Regions from separate parts of the Cricetulus griseus genome. Here region 2 is linked to region 1. The links are chromatin contacts, called in public Hi-C maps. All regions are on one chromosome and are shown on one strand. The core of a region is the stretch at or near the end of the contact, and the rest is flanking DNA. Distances in the headings are between cores, read along the strand shown.

Evidence for each region. A called contact is a pair of places that touch in the nucleus more often than the background predicts.
Region 2: a contact with region 1 is called in a Hi-C map of the CHO-K1 cell line, with 2.8 times the contacts expected there. The contact joins two enhancer-like sites. A contact is called at or near these places in 2 of 8 Hi-C or Micro-C datasets (the CHO-K1 cell line and fibroblasts).

What each region holds. Positions count from the first base shown.
Region 1 is chr4:52,558,434-52,565,441 of CriGri-PICRH-1.0, reverse strand. No RefSeq gene overlaps it. Among named protein-coding and RNA genes, the nearest start is that of Gtf2e1, 37 kb to the right of the region's middle. Within about 2 kb of position 2,686, at least 2 of the 6 cell types and tissues checked have open chromatin away from gene starts, as enhancers often do. A contact at or near this core is called in the CHO-K1 cell line, where this site is marked.
Region 2 is chr4:52,883,114-52,890,583 of CriGri-PICRH-1.0, reverse strand. Stxbp5l (syntaxin-binding protein 5-like) reads right to left here. Exons shown (of 25, transcript XM_035444256.1): 23 at 6,191-6,302; 24 at 4,257-4,477; 25 at 2,757-3,722. The coding sequence ends at 3,681. Among named protein-coding and RNA genes, the nearest start is that of Polq, 100 kb to the left of the region's middle. Within about 2 kb of position 2,888, at least 1 of the 6 cell types and tissues checked has open chromatin away from gene starts, as enhancers often do. A contact at or near this core is called in the CHO-K1 cell line, where this site is marked.

The sequences.
Region 1 (7,008 bases), core at 1,437-3,936:
TCCCAGGTAGGTCAGTCCCCTGAAATGAAAAGCTGCCAGCCTTTCCCTCTGGAAGCCAGTGGGAGAGGGCTGATTAAAGCTGACTTCATGCTGAGCAATACTGTGAGAGGCAGCTTAGCTCTGGATCCACCTTCTGGATGCTGACAACTGCCATCACCACCGCCCCTGACACTGGTCCAGTTCCAAACATGTCCAGATGAACGGGCCTCACCTCCATGCTAAGCCAAAGGAAGATGTAAGCCACCTCTGACCCTGGACTTGAAGGCAAGACTGTGACAGAATTGGAGCAGACACCACAGCTCTAGATAAAGGAACTGGGAGACCAGGCTAAGTCTAGATTTTAACTTATGAGCTGAGTCCTAGGAGTGATTGTGGGGAATGTAGAGAAGTGAATTCCTTTGAGGGGAAGGAGATTGAAAACTCATGAATCCCCATCTCTTAACCTGCCCTCTGCAGCTATTGCCAGCAAGCAACGGTGTTCTCTTGGGACCACCACAGCCAAAATAGACACCTTGGCTACTATTCCCTGGCTACTTACCCCCCCACTGATTGACAGTAATTGCTGCAGAGAGTGTAGGAAGAGAGACTATTTTTAAAAGAAATAGTACACAAATAGCATTACTGTATAAACCTACAAATCATAGGCTTATATCTATCCTAGTTTGCTTTCTGTTGCCCTGATTAATCAACATGACCAAAAGCAACTAGGGGAAGAAAGGGTTTGTTGCCTCTTACAATTCCAAGTTGCAGCCCATCACTGAGGGAAGCCAAGATGGGAGCTCAAGCAGGAACCTGGAGGCAGAAGCAGACACCATGGAGGAATTCTTACTGGCTTGCTTTTTTGCTTCTACTTAGTTACAACTTTAATACAAGACCACCTGCCCAGGCTACCTATGAGAGCAGGTACTTAATATCCATACACAAATGCGCAGAGCAGGACTGTTCACAAAAGTTCAAAACAGAAACACCGTCTAGATGTCCATCTACAGCTGAAGAGAGGGACACAGACATACAGTCACAATATTAACACCAATCAGCCATAAAAAGAATGAGATTTTGACATATGCTCCAATGTGTAAAAGTTGTAAGGATGTTATACTGAGAGATTAAACATAGCAAATCATACACAGTTTAGTTCATTAATAAAATATTCTTGAACTCACTGGCACAGGAAAAGACTTTCTGAACAGAACACTAGTAACACAGGTACAAAGGTGGACAATCAATAAATGTAAACGAAGAGCTCCTGTATGACAAAAGACACCATTATTCAGACAAACTGTCAAGCTACAGAATGGGAAAAGTTTTTTTTTTTCAAACTACAATCCAATAGAGGGCTAATATTTAAAATATATAAAAAAACTAAAAAAAATGTACATCCAGAAAACAAAACAACCCAATTAAAAAACAGAGTACAGATCTAAACAGATAATTTTCAAAAGAAGAAAACATAAATGGCTGAGAAACATTTAAAGAAATTATCAACATCCATAGTCATTACGGAAGCGCAAATCAAAACTACTCTGAGATATCATCTTACACCCAGTCAGAATGGGCAAAAATAATAAAATAGACAGCTCATGCTGGTGAGGATATAAGGGGTACACTCATCCACTGTTGGTGGGAGTGCAAAATTGCACAGCTACTGCTGAAAACAGTGTGGCAGTTTCTAATGAAGCCGAGACTAAATCTACCTTAAGATTCAGCTATACCAAGCCGGGTGTTGGTGGCACACACCTTTAATCCCAGCACTCGGGAGGCAGAGGCAGGCAGATCTCTGTGAGTTCGAGGCCAGCCTGGTCTCCAGAGTGAGTGCCAGGATAGGCTCCAAAGCTACACAGAGAAACCCTGTCTCGAAAAACCAAAAAAAAAAAAAAAAAAAAAAAAAAGGTTCAGCTATACCACTCTTGGTCCTATACCTAAAGGATGTTTCAAAATTCTCCTACAGAGACACTTGCACAACCATGTTCATTGCTGCTCTATTCAAAATAGCCAGAAACAGGAAGCCACCTAGATGTCTATTTGTGGATAAGTAGATAAAGAAAATGTGGTACATTTACACAATGGAATGTTACTCCGTCATTTAAAAAATATGAAATACACAGGCTAATGGGTGGAGCTAAAAAATCATCCTGAATGAGGTAACCCAGACCTAGAAAGACAAATATGATATTATTTGCTTATGTAGATGTTAGCTATTACATCTTCAAAAGAAAGCGAACAATCCCTAGAACTTACAGAGGTTAGGTGTAGAGTAATAAAATAGGGTACAGGGATGGATCCCCCTATGACGGGGAAATAGAATAGGTAGTTACAAATCAGAGGACAGATGAAGGGTAAGTAGAAAACTAGGGAAGGACAGCTAAAACTAAGGGCCATTTGGGGGATCATATGGAAACCTCATACAGTGGAAGCTTCTTAAAATATATACATACATGAAATAAGTCTAAACGGAGTCACCAAGTAACAAAGGAGATGAAGCCTCGAGTTGACTCTAATGTCTACCCCACCTATGACCTGCTGGAGCGCATAAAAGGACTGGTCCTGCAGAGTGGTAACTGCAGGATCTCCATGACTCGGGGCAACAGAGGAGTTTCAGTGCCTGAGGGGAGTTTCAGGGAGAGAACAGAGATGATGGTGTGCCAGAGGCCAGAGGCCAGAGGCCTTGAACCAGACCAATGACTCACTGCAGTGAACATCTGCAGGCGGGACTGATTGCACAAGGGGTATACTGTCATGACACACCGAAGCTCCCAATGCCACAAGGACAAGTGAAGAGCTGCTGGGGAGGCCAGAAAGATGGAGAAGCAAGGTGATTTTGTTTGTTTTGAATTAATTTTGGGAGGGACGCTGCAGGGTTGGGGGGCAGACATGGAGGGACTGGGAGATGAGTGGGATTGGAGGGCATGGTGTGAAATCCCCTAAGAATCAATAAAGACCTATGTGACAAAAAAACAAAAACAAAAATAGAAATAATTTTATTTACCAAGTAGAACATAAATAAAACATAACTCATATTCTTAGAAAAAATGTAAACTAATTATCTCAGCACCATTTATTTCAGTAATATGTTCTTCTCCTTTGTGCATCAGTGATTTCACATTTGTCATATATCAAACTCATAAATATATAACAGTGTATCTGTATTTTAAAGCTTATAAAATTCCATGAAGCAGCAATCCTTTGGGTGCCTTCATTTGATTTCCATCATTCAAGTATTGTAATCCCAATTTAAAAGTAAAGGTTTTAAACTGAGAAAGAAGAGAGAGAGAGAGACAGAGACACACAGAGAGAGACAGAGAGAGAGAGAGCACCCAGTTTGTACTGGGTTTCCTTTTGGATAGAAACAGCACAATGAACTAGATAGTGTTGGTTACAGAATATTATGAATATACTAGATTCCACTGAAGTTTTTAGTGTTACACAATTAATTTTATGTCACACACGAATTTTACCATAAACAGTACACTGACTCAACTGACAGATACAATGTCCTCTTACCTTTGCCTTTTCTCTAACTGATGGGAAAGGACAAGACATCAGCATTCAATAATTATTTGTCAAGACAAGGCAAGCATCTGCATCTTTGACAACATGAAGACCAGTACAAACCCACCAATTTTATTATAAGAGAAGTTAAATTCTTAGTTGATTTAAAAAAGAAAATGAAAGGAAGGGCTGAGAATGTAGCTCAGTGGCAGAATGCTTGCTTAGCATCATGCACCAGACCCAGGCCAGGGGTCAATTCTCCAGTGCTGTGAAAAGTAAATAAATGAAATAAAGCACAAACTGAAGGAAGAAAATAGTTCAAGCTTTGTTGTTGATACAATTTTCTCCTTAAAGGATTACCTTCGCATACATGAAATAAATTCACGTGCAAGCCTAAAATCGGATGCATTTGTAAGACAACTTTTGGCAAAGTAGTTTAAACACTTGCTGGGAAAATGTCATTTGTAAAAATGCCCCTTTAAAAAGGAAGGTGTGGACAGATAACACAAATTAGTATCACAGACATCAGGTATGCGATGACAGAAAGAAAAAATGCATATGAAAGGGTCATAGCTTATTTGTAGCCTGGAGAATCTGCCTTATAATTGTTTATTCATTCAGCCAATACATACTGGTGGCTATCACCTACATGCCAGGCTCTGAGCCTGGGAAGTGAACTGTACTGCAGTGAGCAAGAAGCAGAGGGCCTTGGCTCTCAAGACATGGGGTGAAGTTTCATGGAAATCATGGGAACAATGTAACTTATAATATGTATTAGTATGTTACATGTAGATTAGCCCAGGGGACTCCCAACTGTCCCAGTGAGTTTGCCTCTCAGCTCCTCCACTTGCGGCATGGCTTCCTTTATTACAAAGAAAACAGCCCTTTCCCAGTATCATGCAATTGGATGGTGAAGAATCTGTCACATTCTTAACAATGCTTCTGCCAAACTCCCCCATTCCATCCCTAAGGGGAAAGAATAAAGCACAAACAAAGTCCTATAAGTCTTTGTTTCACTCACCAGCCATCTCCCAAATACCAGCATGGAGACTTACATTAATTATGAAAGCACAGCCTTAGCTTAGGCTTCTTCCACTAACTCTTATAAATTAAATCAACCCATTCATATTAATCTACATTTTGCCTCATGGCTTTTTACTTTTCTGTATGTCTGATTCCCTCCATGTCTTGTTGGTGCACCACACACACCTAGACTCACCTCCTCCTCCTCCTCCTCCTCCTCTCTCTCTCTCTCTCTGCCAGAAGTTCCACCTATACCTCCTGCTTAGCTATTGGCCATTTAGCTTTTTATTATACCAATTGCAACAACGCACACCATGTACAAATATCCCACAACAAAGTCTTTTAAGGTCTCCAAGAATACGGAGCCAACACACGAAACAAAGGTGACTCTCCTGGTGAATGATGGGAGGAGCAAGGGTGGCAGAGCCTTCAGGCAAAAATGTATGAATGGGAACCACCAGCTGTCACTAAGTATAATACCTAGGGTTATAGGGCTGGGGAGCCGGCTCAGCAGTTAAGAGCTCTTGCTGCTCTTGCACAGGACCAGTTTGGTTCCCAGCACCCATCCAGCTGGCTCATAACAACCCATAACTCCAGTTCCAGGGAGGATCTAATGCCTCCAGCTCCATGGGTACCCACCCACATATGTAAGCACACATGTGCACACACAATTACTAAAAAAAAGTCTTAAAAAAATACACTTGACTATGTCCACAGAAATACTCAAAGCAAGCTACAAATGTGACCTCTTAATGGTGTTTTCAAAGTTCTAACAGTCCCTTTAAAAGAAGGGAAAATAGTATTCTTTCTTTAACCCAACACATCGATAGTGTTACTTTTTAAAATTTAAGAATTATATTGTGCTATTACTCCCCAATAGGAGTCTTCCAACCATGCATACTATTCAGTTATAGCATATTTCCATTTGGGTCTGATACATCTCAAGTGTAGACAGTGAAGCCCCAGTATCACTAAACTTCCTTTTCCACAAACATTAAAGCTAATGGCTCCCAGAACCAAAGCTTCAAGATGTCTAGCTGTGCCTCAGAAACTGTGTTCCAGCACCCCCTACCGACAGAGCCCTAGGCACCATGAATCACAAGTGAGCATGATTATCTGATTAAGAACATAATTAACTAATTTGCAATTCAGGCAGGAACAAAATGATCAGCTTCGGTACAGAAAAGGTCAGATTCCCCTACTGCTAACTCATCTGCCCATCTCCCCACTCAACACTTACTGAGTATAGACTCTGCTGCAGAATTAATTCTATATGCTAGTATCCTGTCCTCTGGTGACTTAGTCTCCTTTGGGGAGGGGTGGAGCGGGCATAAAACAGACACTTATTTCAAGTTTTAAGATTGCAATAAATAAAAAAAAAAAAACAGAAGAATATAAAATAGACAGGAGAACAGAAAACTGGTTTCTCAGAGGTGGCATTTGTGCTGAAGAGTGATGTGACAAGCAAGAATGGGGAGTGTCTTAGACAGAGACTAACTAGACAAAGACCTAAGGCAGGCAAAAAAAAATGCTCTAGTCAAGTTCAGTTTTCAACAAGGAAATTAGTGGAAGAAGCAGGCAGTTAGAGGCCAGATCAAATAGGGACTGTTGGAAAGGGTAAGAGATCTGGATGTTAATTTAAATTAAAATCTGATTTACGATGTCATTTTAAAAAAATCCCTGTGTGGATGCATGGTTAAAATCTCTCTCTCTCTCTGTGTGTGTGTGTGTGTGTGTGTGTGTGTGTGTGTGTGTGTGTGTGTGTGTGTGTGTGTGTTGTGGAAGCAGAGAGAGGTGGCTGCAGTCATCAAGGTGAGAGTGGACATGATTGAGAAGAGAACGGTAGTGATAGAAGCCACTAGATTACAGTGTATCTCTAATTCATCAGCAAGTCCTGTCAGCTCTACCTTCAGAATTAGGTTATATAAGTTAGATGATATTTTGAGTCTGGCAGAACTGGATGATAAGTTTGATGTAGGGTGAAGAAAGCAAAAATGGTCAACTGTTATGACTTTTAGGTTGACCTTGTAGGTAAAATAGCAGCACTATCTGCTGAATTTGGAAAATCCCCTGTCTCTATTTCTAATCCATGTAGAAAACTTCAGAATCATCCAAGAAAAAACATCCCGTCCAAAGTCACCAAATCATATTACTTTTATCTCTTATCATCTTTCAAATCTACCCCCATCTTCCTATCTACATGGTCTTGGACACCAAGACTATGAACATGGCTTTATAATTCTCCAGACATAAACTCTAATCAAGTACCAATACTCCATACTCTTCTTTGGCTCAAATACCACCTGACCATCTTTTTAAAAAATAATCTGGCTGTATCCACTGAAGTAAATGGACACGTCCTGTGGGCTTGGAAGTTTTGTGTGCTAGGCAGGTCCCTGGTGGTGGAGTGCTGAGATGGAGGAACATTTAGGAGTTGAGCCCCATGATGATCACATCACCAGGAATGGAAAAGGGACTCATGCTGCCTCTCATAAG
Region 2 (7,470 bases), core at 1,639-4,138, 320 kb before region 1:
CAGACAATGGGTAAATGATACCTTTAAAATGGTATTGGTGGATCATATAAAAGGGAACTTATAGTTTAAAGTCTCTTTAAATTTTTGAGAGTCAGAGACCTAGATTTTATTGAGAATCAATTCCAAAAGATTTAGAAATGTTCCTATGACGGAATTGCTGGGAAACATCTCAGTTTTGTCACTGAAGCTGAAATCACACAACACACAATGGCCCCCATGGTGAAGTGTAGAAGCAAGTCCGACACATAGTACTTTCAGTGGATTGAATAAGTGACAAGTCAATCACCCTCTACCCAAACTCCAGGACAAATGGACAGTTTCGTGGTGAGACCATTGCTTACATTACTGTTAGAACCAGGGAAACACACACATCTTCTTTATATGGTTGATGAACAGGATGGAAGGTCTGTTTTCTGCTGGAACTCTAAGGGCTTCTCTGTTGAGGAAAAAACCAGGAGGTAAAGTCACCTTGTGCAGATGGTGCAAGCCTTATCTTCTGATGCCACCTCAGAGATACAATGTGATTTGATGGTAACTGAGACTCGGCCACCTTCTGCAGCACTATTAAAGTTTCTGGAAGTGGTTTTGCTTATGGTCCAAGACAGAAGAGAGATGAGAAAATGCAAAAGGTTACATGTATAACACTACTCTTTTCCCTAAGATAGCAATGATGGCAAAATGGCGGTGGTGGTAGTGGTGCTGAGTGTGTGTGTGTGTGTGTGTGTGTGTGTGTGTGTGTGCGTGCGTGCAAGGTTAATGCAACACAATAGAAATGCTCAAAGAGGAAAATCACATCCATGGTTAAATTATTGTTATTGCTATCTCTTTGAATTATAAAAATAATTTTGATACAGTAGAACCTCATTAATTTGGATTCTGCCAACCATTGATTCGTGGGATGAGTTACCCTTAAGAAAGGGCTTGGCAACAATTTTGTAAGCACATTTAAGCTTTAAACATTTATGAGAACTTGTTCTTTTCAAGCATCACAGAAGCACCTACTCCAAATGATGTCTATTTATACATATATATATTTGCTGAAGCCAGAATTTTGAGCATGTCTATTGTAAAATGTGGCTGTCTCCTTTTGATATATTCTCTGTGTGCTTTGAAATAGTCTGCAACTGTTATCTCACTGATTCTTCAAAATTGAGCTCTATTGTATCTGAATCACACATATAATTTTGGGTGGGACTTCTCTTGCTAAGACAATGTGCTCTTATTATATGCTGTTTTCTGTAAAAACATACATTATGTATTTCACAGTCTTTCTCTTTAAATGATGTAAAATAGTAGCTCTCAACTGGAAGCAATTTTGTCTTTTTTTTTTTTTCACTGTCATTACTAGGAGGTTCCTAATGGCATCTAGAAGGCAGAAGCCAAGGGTACTATTAGCATACCGCAATACTCTAAAAAAAACTGTGCTAATGATGCTGCTATTGAGAGCTCTTGGTATAGAACAAGTAAATTTGTTTGTGTATGTATGTTCTTGAGGATTGAACCCAGAGTTTTGAACATGGTGGGCAAGCACTCTACCCTGAGCTATATCTCTAAAACAAGTAAATATTCCTGGGAGTTTCAGAGATAGTCATTGAATTCAATGCTACTTTGGGATGAATTTTGCTACTTCAAAACAAAGGAACTATCTCATTCTTTTAGGCCATTTTAAAATGTAGAAATGTTGAAGTATCAAAAAAATCAGAGACTTGGGCCCTTAAAACATATAGTATAAATTGTGTGTTGCAATTTGGCTGCCAATGTTTTCCAGGTCCTGGCCTTAAATTCCATTAATATTTTTACCATATAAATATGTGGATTATCTGTATTTCCAAGCCAACTAATCTTATGTTAACACTATAGCAGGAAGTGGATTTACAGAGAGATATTATTAAGAAACCAAAATTCTAGGATTCTGAGAAATGCTACTCTAGTGTGTATTTTCTGGCTCTTTTAATCACTTCTGCTCTCATTTCAAAGTTACTGAGAATAATTTAAAGGAAGCACCATTTCAAATAAAAAATATGAAACCAATGAAAAATAATAATTTTGCCTATGAAGCTGGATTCAAGGAAATGGTGATGTTTTAAACCCAAATGTAAACCCAGCAAGATCTCAAATCACCAAAATTCAGTAAATCAATCAATCAATCACATAATTTAAGATTTTAAAAATAGGAATGACACACTGTCAGGTGAGTCCTATGATTCTGACTTCCAAGCATGTTCAATAGCATGAGTAGGAGTTGTCATCTATGCTTCCTTGTAGTGCCTCTCCATTGGGTTATGGCAGATCATTTTATCATGCTACAGCTGGTCTTTACCTCGGAGAGTTTTTAAGAAGGTGTTTGGTATTTACTGCCACATTCCTGTGACTTATATTAGTCAATCTAGTGACAAAATTATCGAGTTTGTATTGTTAAATTATCTATGGATTTGTGTTATTCATGATAACTGTGGCCAACATAGCTAAACCACCACTGGATTTCATAAAGGTTCCCATTAGTAAGTGTTGAACCCCAAAGTATTTTCTAATGAAGCCCTTATGAATCAGAATGTAGTAACTCTTTCCCAGAACATTAACTGAGGTTTTCCTGAATCACATCGACAAGAACGACCAGTTTGGTCTGTGACTGTCAGGCTGCATAAAGCATCTTGGGGTTGTAGACCCTACTGGGTTTGAACAGTAATATACTGTGTAACTTTCAGATAAGGATACAAATGATGCTTTAAAAATATATTGATTTGGAAACTGAAATGGGGGTATGTGAAATTCCACTCCTTGTGAAATCAGTTCTCAAAACTAACTGCATTGTTCCTGTCATCTAGTGCCTGCAAACCTATCGCCAACTCCTCTGTAGACTACAAACCAAGCTGAAGGAATGCTGGGAGGTGACTCAGCCCTGTTCGGCTGAGGACTAAAACCACAGGTTCATCCTGAGGGTGACAGAAATAGAAAGAAGAGTTGTGAATACTTCACTATCCTGGCAGAACTTGATTATGAGTGAGAGCTGTAAATGATGTGAAACCCTATGAAGAGAGAAAAATGTTAATCAGATTTTTGCTAGGAAGAATTTGGTAGGTAATGTCCTAGTATACTAAGGGAAGTTTCAGATGAAAAAAAAAAATTCTGGGTTTGTTTTGATTCCTTTTTGGTTGGGTATGGCAGATACACTTGAAATGCACTGTTATCTTCTAATGCAGATTTTTAAACTGTTGGGTGTGGCCCAATTCATAAAAGTAGTTTACCATAAATCCTTTTTTCTTCTGTTATAACATGCTTTTGTTTCTTTTCCTCTTAAGATATTAATTTATCATGCAAAGATTTTTTTCATTAAGTGCATTAATGCTTTTTTTTTTGTACAGGAAATTTCAAATCAAAAGGACTCCCCAATAGTTTCCAAACACAAATTCTTAGCAAATTATATGCCAAGATGATAACGTCCATTCCACATGGGGAAAAGACAAATTCAGCCATTATCTTGGGATTGTAACCGGGGTTCCAGCTTGCATGGTGTACAGCGGCTTTGCCTTGGGTACGCCTCCTTAGGATAACTTCAGATGGGCTCTAATGAAACATTTTGTAGAAGAAACTGGTTTCTAGCAGTTGAATAGTGATGCTGGGAATAAATTTGGTTTCCCTGAATAATGGTTTCTCAAAGCAGTCACAGCTTCTTTAGATGGTTAGAACTGGTACCATTTCTTATCCTTGTATTTCAGCATTAACTGGAAAGAGAAAAATAGCAATCAAAAGATGCTACAAAAATCTTAAAAGTGCTATTCAGAAAATCAATAGTGAGTTAATCATGGATATTTGGTTAAGTATCAAAATGTAATAAAACTGTATGGCCTCTTACTTTGTGGAACAAAGTGCACGTGAGACAAGCTTAAAAACAAATACTTAAGCTGTCCAAACTTAGCTGATGGGAAATGTTAACGACAGACAAAATGAAAGATGTGAATTCTAGCCTTTACTGATTTTTTTTTGGGGGGAGGATTCATAAAATCTCCCTGTGCACCTTTCAAGCAGGTGATACAAACTACAGACCTACTGAATCAGAATGAATCAATACATTATACCCCAAGTTAAAGGAGTCTCAACTTAATGCAGCTTATTTTCTTAATCTCCCTGAGTAGGGAGACTATAGTACTCCAGGGATTCAGGTCACATGGTGCCTCTGCCTAGGCTTCATTATACAGGACTCAAGTGTTTCCAGTAGCTACATTATGAAGACGCCTGTATTTACTTGGGCACTTTACCTCATGTGCATGTTTGGAAAATGCTTCTGCACTGGTCATCATCCCTGCAGTCTTCTCTTCCAGCTCGCCCAGCCGTTGCCCTCTCTCATCAAGTGCAATTCGGGCTCGGGTAAGCTCTCCCATCACCCCTCCAGCAGCGCCTTTCATCCCTTCTATACTTCCTGGTCCAGGAATGTGCTGTGCAAGGCTTCGGGATGCTTTTCCTGCTGTAGCTTCTCCAACTGAGAATTTAAGCCAAAGAAATGTAAAGTGTCAGTAATTCATAGTCAAGATGTCCTCCAAGACAAAAAAACAAAACAAAACCCTTTGATAAATTTCTACTACTGTCATAATATGTGTTTTGTCACATATATGTGCATGTGTTAAAGATATGAGCACTTAAGAAAAATGCCTAAGGGTGAAACTGGGAGATATGATTATCATGTGTCTTTGTGTATATGTGGTATGTATATGAGACTGAACTTCCAATGTGTGTATGTGTTCAAGTGTCTGTGTATATGCACATGTATGACCCTGTATGTGGAGGTTAATCTCAGGTGCTGTTCCTCAGGTGTTGTCCACCTTCATTTTTTTCTTAAAAAAAATGATTGAATGATTATGGCATGCACGTGTGTGTGTGTGTGTGTGTGTGTGTGTGTGTGTGTGTGTGTTATGGAAGTGGTCTTAGTGTGTGTGTGTGTGTGTGTGTGTGTTATGGAAGTGGTCTTAGTTCATGCCATGAACTCAAATTATTAGGTTTGGTGACAAGTACCTCCACTGGCTGAGCCATCTTGCTGGCCGCATCATGTTTTCTGAGATGGGGTCTCTTACTTGGCCTAACACTAAGTCAGAAATTTAGTGAATATTTTTGGTAATGTCACATTGGGAAAGAACCTAAGCTTTGGAAAATAAGATCCTGATTGATATCTAATTGACATACCATTAGTAAAGCATGTAATTAAGTCACTGGTTTTTAATGTCTCATAAAGTTGTATAACTCAACTACTACCTGATTTTATAATATTTTCATTATGCCAAATGAAACCCCAAACTCATTCACAACCACTCCCTATTATCTCTTTACCCCAGCCTCAGGCACCCACTAACTTTTAGTAACCATGAGTTTGCCTATTCTGGACAATTTATATGAGTGGGAATCATATAATATGTGGCTCCTTTTTGGTCTGGTCTCTCTAATTTAGCATGCTATTTGTGAAGTTCTATATTGCCACATGTAACACATTATTCTCTTTTTTGGCTAAAATAATAATAAACTATAGGGTGGTACATATGTCTTTTTGCACAGTTACAGATTCAAGAGAAAGGGAATTTTGATATGCAAGACCACATGGTTGGGAGCATTGTCTGAAAATTTTATTTTTATGTGTCCTCTGAAAATGTTTTTTAGTATTTCCTATTTCTTTTTGATTACTGCTCATCAGAGCCTCACTGGTAGATTTTCAAACTAGTTTTTTTCCTATGGCTCCAATACACTTGCTTTATGAATAAAGCATCCATTTTTAGCAGTGGTTATAAGAAAGCAGACTAAAATGCTTTTTCAGAGTTAAAAAGCCAAATACTATCAACAGTCCATGGAGTTAGGACCTATCTACAACTGGAATGCTTATTAGCTTGCTCATTTTTTATTTGAAATATATATATTGAAATACATATATAATTGTACATTATATTGTATATATAATATATATGCATATTGAAATCAACATATATAACTTGTGGTTAATTATTTCCTAATATAATGAATACTTTTATTTATGTTTAATAAATATAATAATTTTCAAAATACAAGAAAAATAATATATAAACTTTAATATAGAAACGAAAGCACTTTTGTCTAGAATTTGAGATATAGAACATTAAACATCACACACACACACATACACAAACAGGTCTTCTATTTTGTGATGGATTTTTATAATAAGAAATTTACTCACAGAGCTCTTCTCTGTCAAATGTCTGTCCACTTCCACCAAATAGTCCCTTGAGAAAGCCTCTATTTTGAGCTTCTGGTGTTTCTATGGGAGTAAACAAATCGCCTAACATGTCCTGTACCAATTAAGAAAAGAGTATTAGTTCTTTGTAAATTTTGGAGATCAGCCCTCTGTTGGATATGGGGTTGGTGAATATCTTTTCCCATTCTGTGGGCTGCCATTTTGTCTTGCTGACTGTGTCCTTTGCCTTACAGAAGCTAGTTTCCAAAACACCAAATAATCCAATTAAAAAGTGGGGTACAGAACTAAATAGAGAATTCTCAGTAGAGGATCTAAAAATGGCTGAAAGACACATAAGAAAGTGCTCAACATCTTTAGCCATCAGGGAAATGCAAACCAAAACAATTCTAAGATACCATCTTACTCCTGTCAGAATGGCTAAAATCAAAAACACCAATGATAACTTATGCTGGAGAGGATGTGGAGAAAGGGGAACACTCCTCCATTGCTGGTGGGAGTGCCAACATGTACAGCCACTTTGGAAATTGGTATGGCAATTCCTCAGGAAAATGGGAATCAGTCTACCACAAGATCCAGCAATTCCACTCTTAGGTATATACCCAAAAGAAGCACATTCATACAACAAGAACATCTATTCTACGATGTTCATAACAGCATTATTTTTAATAGCCAGAACATGGAAGCAACCTAGATGCCCCTCAACTGAAGAATGGATGGAGAAAATGTGGTACATTTACACAATGGAGTACTAATCATCAGAAAAAAACAAACAAACAAACAAAACAATGGAATCTTGAAATTTGCAGGTAAATGGATGGAACTAGAAGAAACCATTCTGAGCAAGGTAACCCAGTCACATAAAGACAAACATGGTAAACTCACTCATATGCGGATTTTAGAGATAGAGTAAAGGACTATTACCAGCCTACAATCCACACCACTAGAGAAGCTAGGCAACAAGGAGGACTACTCTAAGAGAGACATACATGGTCCTTTGGAGAAGGGGAAAGGGACAAGATCTCCTGAGAAAATTGGGAGCATGGGGGGGGGGAGAAGAAGCTAAGAGAATGAGAAGGGGAGAAGAGGAGGGGTGAGGAAGACATAAGGGAGCAGGAAGGTTGTGTAGGGAGAAAAATAGAGGAGAGTAGAATAAGAGAGAACATCAAAGAGGGAGCCAGCATAGATTTAAAGCGAAATCAGGCACTAGGGAAATTTCCAGAGATCTACAAGGATGACACCAACTAACCATCTAAGCAACAGTG